Regions from separate parts of the Mus musculus genome. Here region 1 is linked to region 2. A link is a contact called in public promoter capture Hi-C data. All regions are on one chromosome and are shown on one strand. The core of a region is the stretch at or near the end of the contact, and the rest is flanking DNA. Distances in the headings are between cores, read along the strand shown. Region 1 holds the start of Ephx2 (epoxide hydrolase 2, cytoplasmic). Region 2 holds the start of Adam2 (a disintegrin and metallopeptidase domain 2).

Evidence for each region. Promoter capture Hi-C pulls out the DNA fragments that hold promoters and counts their contacts.
Region 1: a contact with region 2 is called in a promoter capture Hi-C map of embryonic stem cells, with 4 times the contacts expected there. The contact joins the promoter of Ephx2 here to the promoter of Adam2 in region 2. A contact is called at or near these places in 9 of 39 promoter capture datasets (the 3T3-L1 cell line, 3T3-L1-derived adipocytes, the SN4741 cell line and 5 more), 9 of 484 Hi-C or Micro-C datasets (the AML12 cell line, the BV-2 cell line, the F1.1 cell line and 4 more), 6 of 115 datasets of contacts at active chromatin or transcription factors (embryonic stem cells, intestinal villus epithelium and liver) and 4 of 9 other capture datasets (adipose tissue, liver, macrophages and 1 more).

The regions. Positions count from the first base shown.
Region 1 is chr14:66,121,777-66,126,629 of GRCm38.p6, reverse strand. Ephx2 (epoxide hydrolase 2, cytoplasmic) reads left to right here and starts at 2,108. Exons shown (of 19, transcript NM_007940.4): 1 at 2,108-2,295. The coding sequence starts at 2,195.
Region 2 is chr14:66,075,295-66,080,445 of GRCm38.p6, reverse strand. Adam2 (a disintegrin and metallopeptidase domain 2) reads left to right here and starts at 2,677. Exons shown (of 21, transcript NM_009618.3): 1 at 2,677-2,796; 2 at 3,159-3,235. The coding sequence starts at 2,724.

The sequences.
Region 1 (4,853 bases), core at 859-3,358, 47 kb before region 2:
ACATATAAAGTATGAGTCATGAGGTAGACCAACAAAATCTCTGAAAGGATTTGTTTCCAGGCAGCCAAACCTTTAAGAAAGAAACACCACCAGGGATCTAGAAGCTGCTACCTCTGCCCCAGTCAGCTGACTGGGAACCAAGTCAGAGCATGTGGCTCAGTGGGCAGCCAGGGGTAAGCAACTCTAAGGTCTTTGGATGGAGTAGCTGGGCCAAGGTTTGTGTTAAGTAGTAACATAGGAATCTCCTGTTTGGGGGCCAACTGTCTACTATCATAACAATACCAAAGGTTATTAGCTTAGAGAAGGAAAGGGTATTTTCTGGTTCACAGATTTGGAAATGTCTTCCCACGAATGGTTGACCTCATTGACCTCAAAGCAACAGTACATAACAAAACCTGTCACCTCAGGGACAGAATGCAAAGGAGAGAAACAATGAGGGGCCAGGGTCCCAATATATTCTTGAAAGACGTATCTCCAATGACCAGAAGACCTCCCTTGGGCCTTCAACTCTTCAAAGTTTGGCTCTCTCATAACAGTGCCATTGGTTGGGGGTCAAATCTTTAGAGAAGATTTAACCAAGTCATAGGCTCTTGGAAGGAGCCGTTGTTGAAGGTGAGACCAAAGCAGAGTTCAGCCTTAGTCTGGAGCCTTGGAGGACCATTTCATGGCCAAGCAAAGTTGTTGGATGTGCAAATCTGGAACTCAAAGGAAAGTCTGTCAAATCAGAGACTTATTTAAGAGTTTGTATACAAGCTTATATATGCAGCTGAGGTTAACACTGAGTGCTTGAGCCTTCTACCTCTGCATCTGGAATGCTGGAATTACAGGCAGACGGGACCATACCCAGCTCACGTTCTCTCTCGTTCTGTCTTCAGGCCCAGGACCATCTCCTTCCTTCCTTCCTTCCTTCCTTCCTTCCTTCCTTCCTTCCTTCCTCCCTCCCTCCCTCCCTCCCTCCCTCCCTCCCTCCCTCCCTCCCTCCCTCTCTCTCTCTCTCTCTTTCTTTCTTTCTTTCTTTCTTTTTTTTTTCTTCAGTTTTTCAAGACAGGGTTTCTCTATATGGCCCTGGCTGTCCTGGAACTCACTTTGTGGCCTCGAACTCAGAAATCTGCCTGCCTCTGCCTCCCAAGTGCACCACCATGCCCAGCTATCTCGTTTATTTCTTAAACACTCCATCCACTACAGGCACTCTCAAAAGACCCTTTCTGTTCTCAGGGCAACACCCCCACATTTTCAGCCACTTTCCATTTCTTAGGTGTGAATCTCAGAAAACACAAACTGCCCCAGACAAGACTTGAGGCAAGAAGAGGAAGTGTCTGAAAGACTCACAAAAATTAACCCACAGTAGGGCCATTTCCCACCACCTAACACGCAGCAACCAGAGCAAAGGAAGAAGCCAATTCCCGGTTTCAGTAAGGGAGGCAGTCTTTCACAACAGCCTTGGACTAAACGGTGGATTTGTTAATTAACTCATTAGTAGAGGAGGTTTCTCTTTTTTCTCTTAACTAGGGAGAGCACTGGGCCAAGGGGCAGGAAGGTTCCAGAAACCTCCAAGAAGCCCAGCTCACTTTTAAACAATACAGTGTAGAAAAAGGAAACAGACTCGATTAATTTCTTTTAATCCTCAAGAGAAAAAGTATTCTGGGTTAGCACACCAAGACAGGAGGCTGTCTTGCATTCCAGAAACACTGCTAGAAGAAGCAGGCAGATGTGAGGGGGTTGCAAAGATGTGGACCACATTTAGAGAAGAGGGTCCACAGATCCCAACATACATGGGATATGCCAATCAAGACCAAATACTGAAGGAGAAAATGTTTAGAATATTCCGTCTCCTCCAACCTGCCTCCTCAAGACCCCTCTCTCCCCATACCAAGCCTGTTTCCAAACGGTCAAAGTCTGAGAATTGGGGAGCCTTGGCAGGGTTTCTAGTCCTTAGGCTAAGGAGGAAAAAGTGGCCAAGACCAGGATTGACACTTGGGTGGGACATCCAGCAAGAAGCTCCGGGCTAGGCAGCTGATCAGTAGGCAGGGCAGTGTCAGTACTGGGCGGGGCGGGGCGGGGCGGGGCGGGGCGAGGGGCGGTGCTGAGATTGGCACGACCCTAATCTTAGGTTCCCACAGCCAGCCTCCCCACTCTAGGCCACAGCCTTCCAGCTTCGTGTCTGTGTCAGCTTGACGCTGCAGCCCGGGCCGCCATGGCGCTGCGTGTAGCCGCGTTCGACCTTGACGGAGTGCTGGCCCTCCCCTCTATCGCCGGGGCTTTCCGCCGCAGCGAAGAGGCCCTGGCACTGCCTAGGTAAGGGGAGCCGCGCTGGGTCAGTGTCCCGCCTGGTGCCCTGTCCATACGTCCAGCCCAGGTTTCAAATTGCTTTCCAGGTGAGCCTGGGCAAGATCAAAATCATTACCTGGTGTTAAAATGCCAGCGTGCACGAGTAGATCTATTGCCCTTCTAAATGCTAAGTAATTAAAACTTGCTTTAAAAAAAAACTCCTTCATGAAAAGAGGCGTTATTACCATTTGCTGCCGGATTAATGCTACTGAACTGGGTCTTTAAAATACCCGCCGCGATTTACAAGAAAGTTCAGTCCTAGGCCAGCGTTATAGGAGAACTAGTGCAAGAGCAGGTTACAGAAATGTCCCACAGCCCAGGGAAACGGGAACCTGGGAGGCAGTCACTAATATCAGAAAGTAGTAGCTCTGATTCAGACCGAGGAGGGAGGAAGCAGGAAACAGTAGAAAATGTCTGGAATAAATATATCAAAATATCCAGACATGGGACTGGAGAGACGACTAAAGTTAAGAAAGTGCTCTTTCGAGCCACCATGTGGTTTCTGGGATTTGAACTCAGGACCTTTGGAAGAGCAGGGCAATAGTGGCACACGCCTTTAATCCCAGCACTTGGGAGGCAGAGGCAGGCGAATTTCTAAGTTTGAGGCCAGCTTGGTCTACAGAGTGAGTTCCAGGACAGCCAGGGCTACACAGAGAAACCCTGTCTCGAAAAAAAAAAAAAAAGCAAAACACAAAAACAAACAAGAAAGAAAGAAAGAGAAAGAAAGAAAGAAAGAAAGAAAGAAAGAAAGAAAGAAAGAAAGAAAGAAAGAAAGGTGTTCTTGCTGAACTTTTGAGGCCCAGCAACCAAGTCAGGCGGCTCCGGCGGATCTGACTCCCCCTTCTGACGTCTTATGATACCTGTATGCACAGATGCACACACAAACACATAATTTAAGGCCATTGTTTAAGACAGGGTTTCTCTGTGTAGCCCTAGCTGTCCTGGGACTAGCTTTATAGAGCAGTCTAGCCTCGAACTCAAAAGAGCCGCTTGTCTTTGCCTTCTAAGTGCTGAGACTAAAGGCACCCCCACCACCCAGCTACATGTAATTTAAGAAGTAATAACAATAATTTTTTAAAGATCCAGACATCATTCATTGTATCTGAGTTCATGTATAATTTTTTTCTACTTTTTTCTCTTTTTATTTTCCAAACTTTCAGTTTAAAAAAGATGTTTTATAATCAGAAAGGAGGAAAACATATTTATTTTTAAAAAAATTAAAAAAAAAATGAAAGATCACTCTAGTATCACCCAAGGAAAAGAACAAATGGGTAATTTCAAATTACCACTGAGGGGAAGAGGCCTAAGGGCAGCTTGAGTCTGGGAGATCTGCCTCATTTGATGGTTCTTGAATTCTTATGATAACAAAGGCCAACCGGGATTAACCTTTATACTATAGAAATCTTGCAAGTCAACCCAAAGGATGCAGAGAGCGGCTTGTTTGATCACACTGTAGGTGGCCTCAGCCTTGCTTGATCACACAGTAGGTAGCCTCCCTGGCTGAATACCGTGTTCCTATGCTCAGTGTAGCTTCCTCCCTCTCTGGCTCGTTGTGACTTTGTATCTTCCTCAGCTGCTGTTCTGGAAAAGTTTCTGTCTCAGGGTGAATAAACACATCAATAACTAAGAAGCACAAATAAACAAGTGGCTACAATGTCTATCTCAATGGGTCACACTGCCGAGGCTAATTGGAATTTGACAGAGAACTACATTTGAAAGTGAAAAGCCACCTACCTTGTGCTTGCCCAAAAGGAGCCCTGCATTTGGGTGGGGAAACTGAGGGAGAAATGATGAGCTAGTTTCCAAGAAGTGTGCATGCAAGTGTGCGTGTGCATGCATGTATGCGTGTGCATTCATGTGTGCGTGTGCATGCATGCATGCGTGCACATGTGAGACTATGCTCATTTTTTGTTTTGCTTTTGATTTTTAATCTTTTTTTAATTTAACTTTTTTAAATTATTCACTTTACATCCTGCTCACTGCCCCCCTCCTGCCCATCCCTTCCCACAATCCTTCCCCTCTTCCCCCTCCCCTTCTTCTCTGGGCAGGTCCCGCCCCCTACTCCCCAGGTATTACACCCTGGCATTTCAAGTCACTGTGATGCTAGGCGCATCCTCCCCCACTGAGGCCAGACAAGGCAGCCAGCTAGTAGAACATAACTCATGTACAGGCAACAGCTTTTGGGATAGCCACCATTCCAGTTGTTTGCAGCCCGGATGAAGGCTAAGCTACACATTTGCTATATATGAGGCCTAGATCCAGCCCGTGTGTGTTCTTTGGTTGTTGGTTCAGATTCTGAGAGAACCACTGGCCCAGGTTAGTGACTCTGTTGGTCTTCCTGTGGAGTTCCTATCCCCTTTGGGGTCCACAATCCTTCCTCCTGTTCTGCCAGAAGAGTCCCCTAGCTCCATCCAGTTTGGCTTTGCATGTCTGTGTCTGTAGCTGAGTCAGCTGCTGGGTGGAGCCTCTCAGAGGAAAAACATGCTCCTGTCTGCAAGCCTAACAGAGTATCATTAACAGTGTTA
Region 2 (5,151 bases), core at 1,428-3,927:
AATAAAATACTAGCAAAAAGTAACAAAACATCCACATTAAAAAGTTTATGCATCATGATCAAGTGTGTGCAGAGCCAAATACATGAGACAAAAGGGAAATCATGGCGAAAATTAGAAACTGTTAGGACCTAATATTAATGAAATAAAGCATTGCTAAATAAACTTTACAATGTGCAATATATACGACTAGCTAATGAAGCTAAATCCGGGGACACGTGGAAATTGCTACATTTAAATGAACAGGAGGAAAAGAAGGTTTTGAAACTATATAAACTTCCATTTTTAGGAACTATAAAAAGGACAAACCACATCCAATAAAAACAAGAATCAAGTCAACAAAATAGGGAAAATATTAACATATGAGAGTGAAATCTGGCTGGATCCTCTTTCATAATTTTTTAATTCAATAACAACTGACCATGAGTAAAGAGAAAAATCACGTTATCAAGACTATTTTGAGAAGATCATCTATGTGGAAGGCCTTTAAAAGGTTGACATGGGAGAGGGGGATGCTAATATTTTTTACAAATAGACTTCAAAACTCAAGGGAAAATGGATAAAACCTTTCAGAAATAAACTGGCTCACACTAGCGTAACTGGAAAGAGACTAGCTGGGTATTTTTTTTTTTTAAAGAAATTAGATCGACAATAAAACCAATCCTCTGTCAAGGAAATCCCAGCTCCTGACCCTTCTGTTCACAAATGCTGGGGAGCAGGGGACCCCACAGTATTGCACAATGAGACTGCTGCTCCGGACCCTCGGCGGGGCAAGCACGCATCTGATACAAAATCCTGGTGAGTTTAGTGCAGCAAAAGAAAGCTACAAGGATCTCACTGAATTTGGAGACAACGATTCTAACAGGAATGTGGTCAAATCAATCCGGGAAAATGTAAAAGTGACAAAATCTAACGGGGACACAAGTTTGCTTCAATAGTTTAGCTCACAGCATGGACTGAAAAGGAAGAACGTCCTGTGGCCAGCTTATTTACGCAGAAAAGGGATTTCTGTACATTGAAAATCCATGATAAAAATCCATAGGAAACTCCCATCAGGCTGAAAGGAAAGAAGACTTCTGATTATGACAAATGGTATCAACAGAAAACTACAGAACGCAAAGAGGAAACACAGGCTTTCACAGCCATTGCTGACAACAAAGGGATTCTATCGCCAATGTGTTTCCAGCTTCCATGTATAGTGAGAGAGAAGCGAAGCAGCCCATTTAGAGAAGGGGCCAGCATCTCAAGGAGGCAACTGCCAAAGAGGTAACTGCCCATGAGGCTATTTTTATGTCTGTCTGTCTGTCTGTATGTATGTATGTATGCATGCATATATATATATATATATATATATATTATATACATATATGTGTATGTATACATGTATGTGTATGTATACATGTACACATATATTTGCCCATAAACACAGAAAAGTATTACCCACCAGGAATAAACAAATTCAAAACAAACAAAATAGGGAAAGTAAGGATAGACATTGTTCTAGTTACATTCTGTCACAGTAACACACACCATGGCCAAAAGGAACTTAGGGGAGGAGGGGATTTATTTGGTGCACACTTTCAGGTCACAGTCTCTTGGGGGAAGTCAGGGCAGGAGCTCAATTAGGCACTTAAAGCAGAAACCATAGAGAAAGGCTGCCTACTGGCTCACTCCCAAGCCCGTGTCTAGTCAACTTTCCTATACAACTCAGGACCAGCAGCCTAGGGAATGGTGCCACCTACAGTGGGCTGCACCCTTCTACATCAATGACCAGTCAAGACCACCACCCCACCCCACCCCCAGAAAGATACACCACAGCCAATCTTATCTCAGCAATCCCTCAGATTAGACTCCCTTCTGAGGTGACTCTAGGCTATGTCAAGTTAACCGAGCTAACTAGAGCAGTGCTGACAGAGAACCTAGAATCTTCATTCACTTCTGGTGGGATGTAAATTAGGAGCACAATCTTGAAGGATTCGGAACTATTTACAAGACATACTCTTCCATCTGGTAACTTCCCCCTGGGAATAAATTCAGTATTGAACCAAAATCATACACACGGATGTTCATAGACAATACCAAACACATGGTGATGTATTCAATGTGCCGTATGCACCAACGGGAATCTGCTGTCGAGAATGGAACCCACCCAGGGATCTAGATGTGAAGGAATACAGTGTTTCAGCCTCTCTGGGAAAAGCTCAAGGCAGACAAAACTAGTCTGTGATCGTGAGAATTGCCAGGGAATCAAGCAGGAGGTTTGATGGTCCGGTGACTGATCTGGGTTGTAGTTACACTGGTTTGTCTCCTTAAATGTTAGTCAGACACCTATGATTGACACTATCCAAATATATGCAAAGTACTGTTTGATACTAAAACGTTTTTGTTATTAAGAGAGTCAAAAACAAAACAAAACAAACAAAAAAGAATTAAAAGTTTATGTACGTGTATGTGAACCTTTCTGCTACTCGGCTTTTTCATGAATTCTGATTCTCCGGAGTGAGTTTTGCTTCCTCAACTGCCTGTCCTCCCTTTTCCCTTCTTTGGTCTCAGATTTCAAACCCCAGCAAGTCCTTCAAACCTTTCACAGTTTCAAAGCTTTCACCGAGCAGCACAAACGCTTCCCGGCACACAGCTGCGCTGCCCACAGCCCCCACCTCGCGCCCCCAACTGCCCTGTAGAGGGCCAACTGCCATTCCCCGGGGCGGGGTCCAGGAGGCCAGGCCATGTGGCTCATCTTGCTTCTACTGAGTGGGCTGAGTGAACTTGGCGGCCTTAGCCAGTCCCAAACAGAAGGCAGTGAGTAACCACCCGTCTTGGGGCCTTTGGGATTCAGTCCGCACCCCCCCCCCCCCCTTCCCTCCATGTTGGCTTGGGCATCCCAGAATCTCACTTGAACATCCCAGGATCGCCCCTGCATAAGCTCAAGCCACCAACTCACCACAGCTGAAATGCAAAACGAATGCATGGGGCTTTCCCACAGGCCCCAGAACCCTAAGGAAGGAGATATTGGGGGGATGGGGTGATCCCAGGCTTGGCTCCTCCAACTCTCCAAAAGTTTTAGATCCTGTTTCGGGTTGATGATGCTTCATGGGATAAGGATGAAGGTTCCTCAGGGCGTGGGGGGTGTGGCTCTGAGAAATGCCTTTTGCACCTTGCAGCTCGTGAGAAATTACACGTGCAAGTCACAGTGCCAGAGAAAATCCGGTCCGTCACAAGCAATGGCTACGAAACACAGGTAATTAACTGCCAATTTGCTTACGAATTAGAAGTCACACAAGTATTTTTCTTGTCGAGAGGTTGCCTTGGTATTTCTCATCCATGCTCGCTCAATAGATTTTATACGTGCGCCCTGTTTTTGCCAACATTAACAAGGTTTAGAAAAATCACTGCTGATAATGCGGGATTTCTCAGCCCCACGTCCTTTGGTGCTTCTGAACACTCACAAGTTGACCGGATCCACCAAAGGATCTCTTCCCAACCACCTAGCCATGTGTGTTTGGAGGAGAGGTGATTGGTTGCCATTTAATAGAACTATGTTTTCCACTTTGTAATATGTTCCTCATTAAGATTATTCTTTTCAAACCATCTTTGCTTCTCTTTAAGATTATTTTCCTTAGCGTTTTGTTTGTTTGCTTGCTTGCTTGCTTTTGTTTTGTTGCGGTGTTTGTTTGCTTGTTTGTTTTGTTTTGTTTTGTTTTTTTGTTTCATGTAAGCGCTAGAATCCTTTGTGTTTCTTGAAGTAGCAAATCTTTGTGGCTGGGTCACAAATAGTCCGGTCATTGATTGCTCTTGCGTCATGAGCATTTCTTCTTCTGTAGCTCTGAAGGATGCAGCTTGTACATTTTTATAAATCTTTTTGAAAAGAAATGTCTGTGTGTGTTTATGAAACTTGAATCATTTAGTTAAAGGGGCCATTTTAAAAGTGATTGTTTTGAGCTGGGCGTGGTGGTGCGTACCTTTAATCCCAGCACTCAGGAGGCAGAGGCAGGTGGATTTCTGAGTTTGAGGCCAGCCTGGTCTACAAAGTGAGTTCCAGAACAGCCAGGGCTACACAGAGAAAACCAAAAAAAAAAAAAAAAAAAAAAAAGTGGTTGTTTTCTTTTTAATTGGAAAACAAAGATTCTACTTGCAAGGACTCACCAGTATATGCAGAGTACAAAATAAAAAAAAAAGCAACTGTCTCAACTGTAAAATTCAGGACTCAAATTGTCTCTCTGGTTAATGGCTGCAAGTCTATTACCCTGTAAGGAACCTGCTGGCTCCCTTAAAACAAAGAGTTTGTTGTACTGGCTCAGGGACAGAAGGTACATTTATATTACTAAACACAGTAAGGAAGGTCACTGTAAGAGTGAAGCCAGCCTGGCCTACGTTAGTAAGTACCAGGCCAGCAAGGACTATAGCCTGAGAACTTTTCTAAATAAATAAACAAGCAAACAAAGAAATAAATAAATAAATAACAAGAAAACCCAAGTTGATAGTGGAGACATTATGAAAATAAGGTGCTCCAGGTGCTGAAGAGAATGCTGTGTTTAAGAGCCTGTGCTGGGCTGGTGAGATGGCTCAGTGGGTAAGAGCACCCAACTGCTCCTCCTAAGGTCCGAAGTTCAAATCCCAGCAACCACATGGTGGCTCACAACCACCGGTAATGAGATCTGATGCCCTCTTCTGGTGCGCCTGAAGACAGCTACAGTGTACTTATATGTAATTTAAAAAAAAAAAAAAAAAGAACCTGTGCTGCTCTGGAGTTTGGTGGCTAGCAACTCCCGTTAGGGAATTCCACCATCCCCAAGTCTAGCTCCAGAGAGCCTGGTGCTCATTTCTGGCCTCCCATGGAATTGCATACATATGTATGCAGATATACAGAATTTTTTTTAATTTTTAAAATTTTTTTTAATATTTGTTTTTATTTTTGTTTTATTTCAATTATCTTATGCATGGGTTTTGTTCTGCTACATGTACACCTACATGCCAGAAGAGGACATCAGATCCCTTTATAGATCCTAGCACTTGGGAGGCAGAGGCAGGTGGATTTCTGAGTTCGAGGCCAGCCTGGTCTACAGAGTGAGTTCCAGGACAGCCAGGGCTATACAGAGAAACCCTGTCTCGAAAAAACAAAAATAAATAAATAAATAAATAAATAAATAAATATTC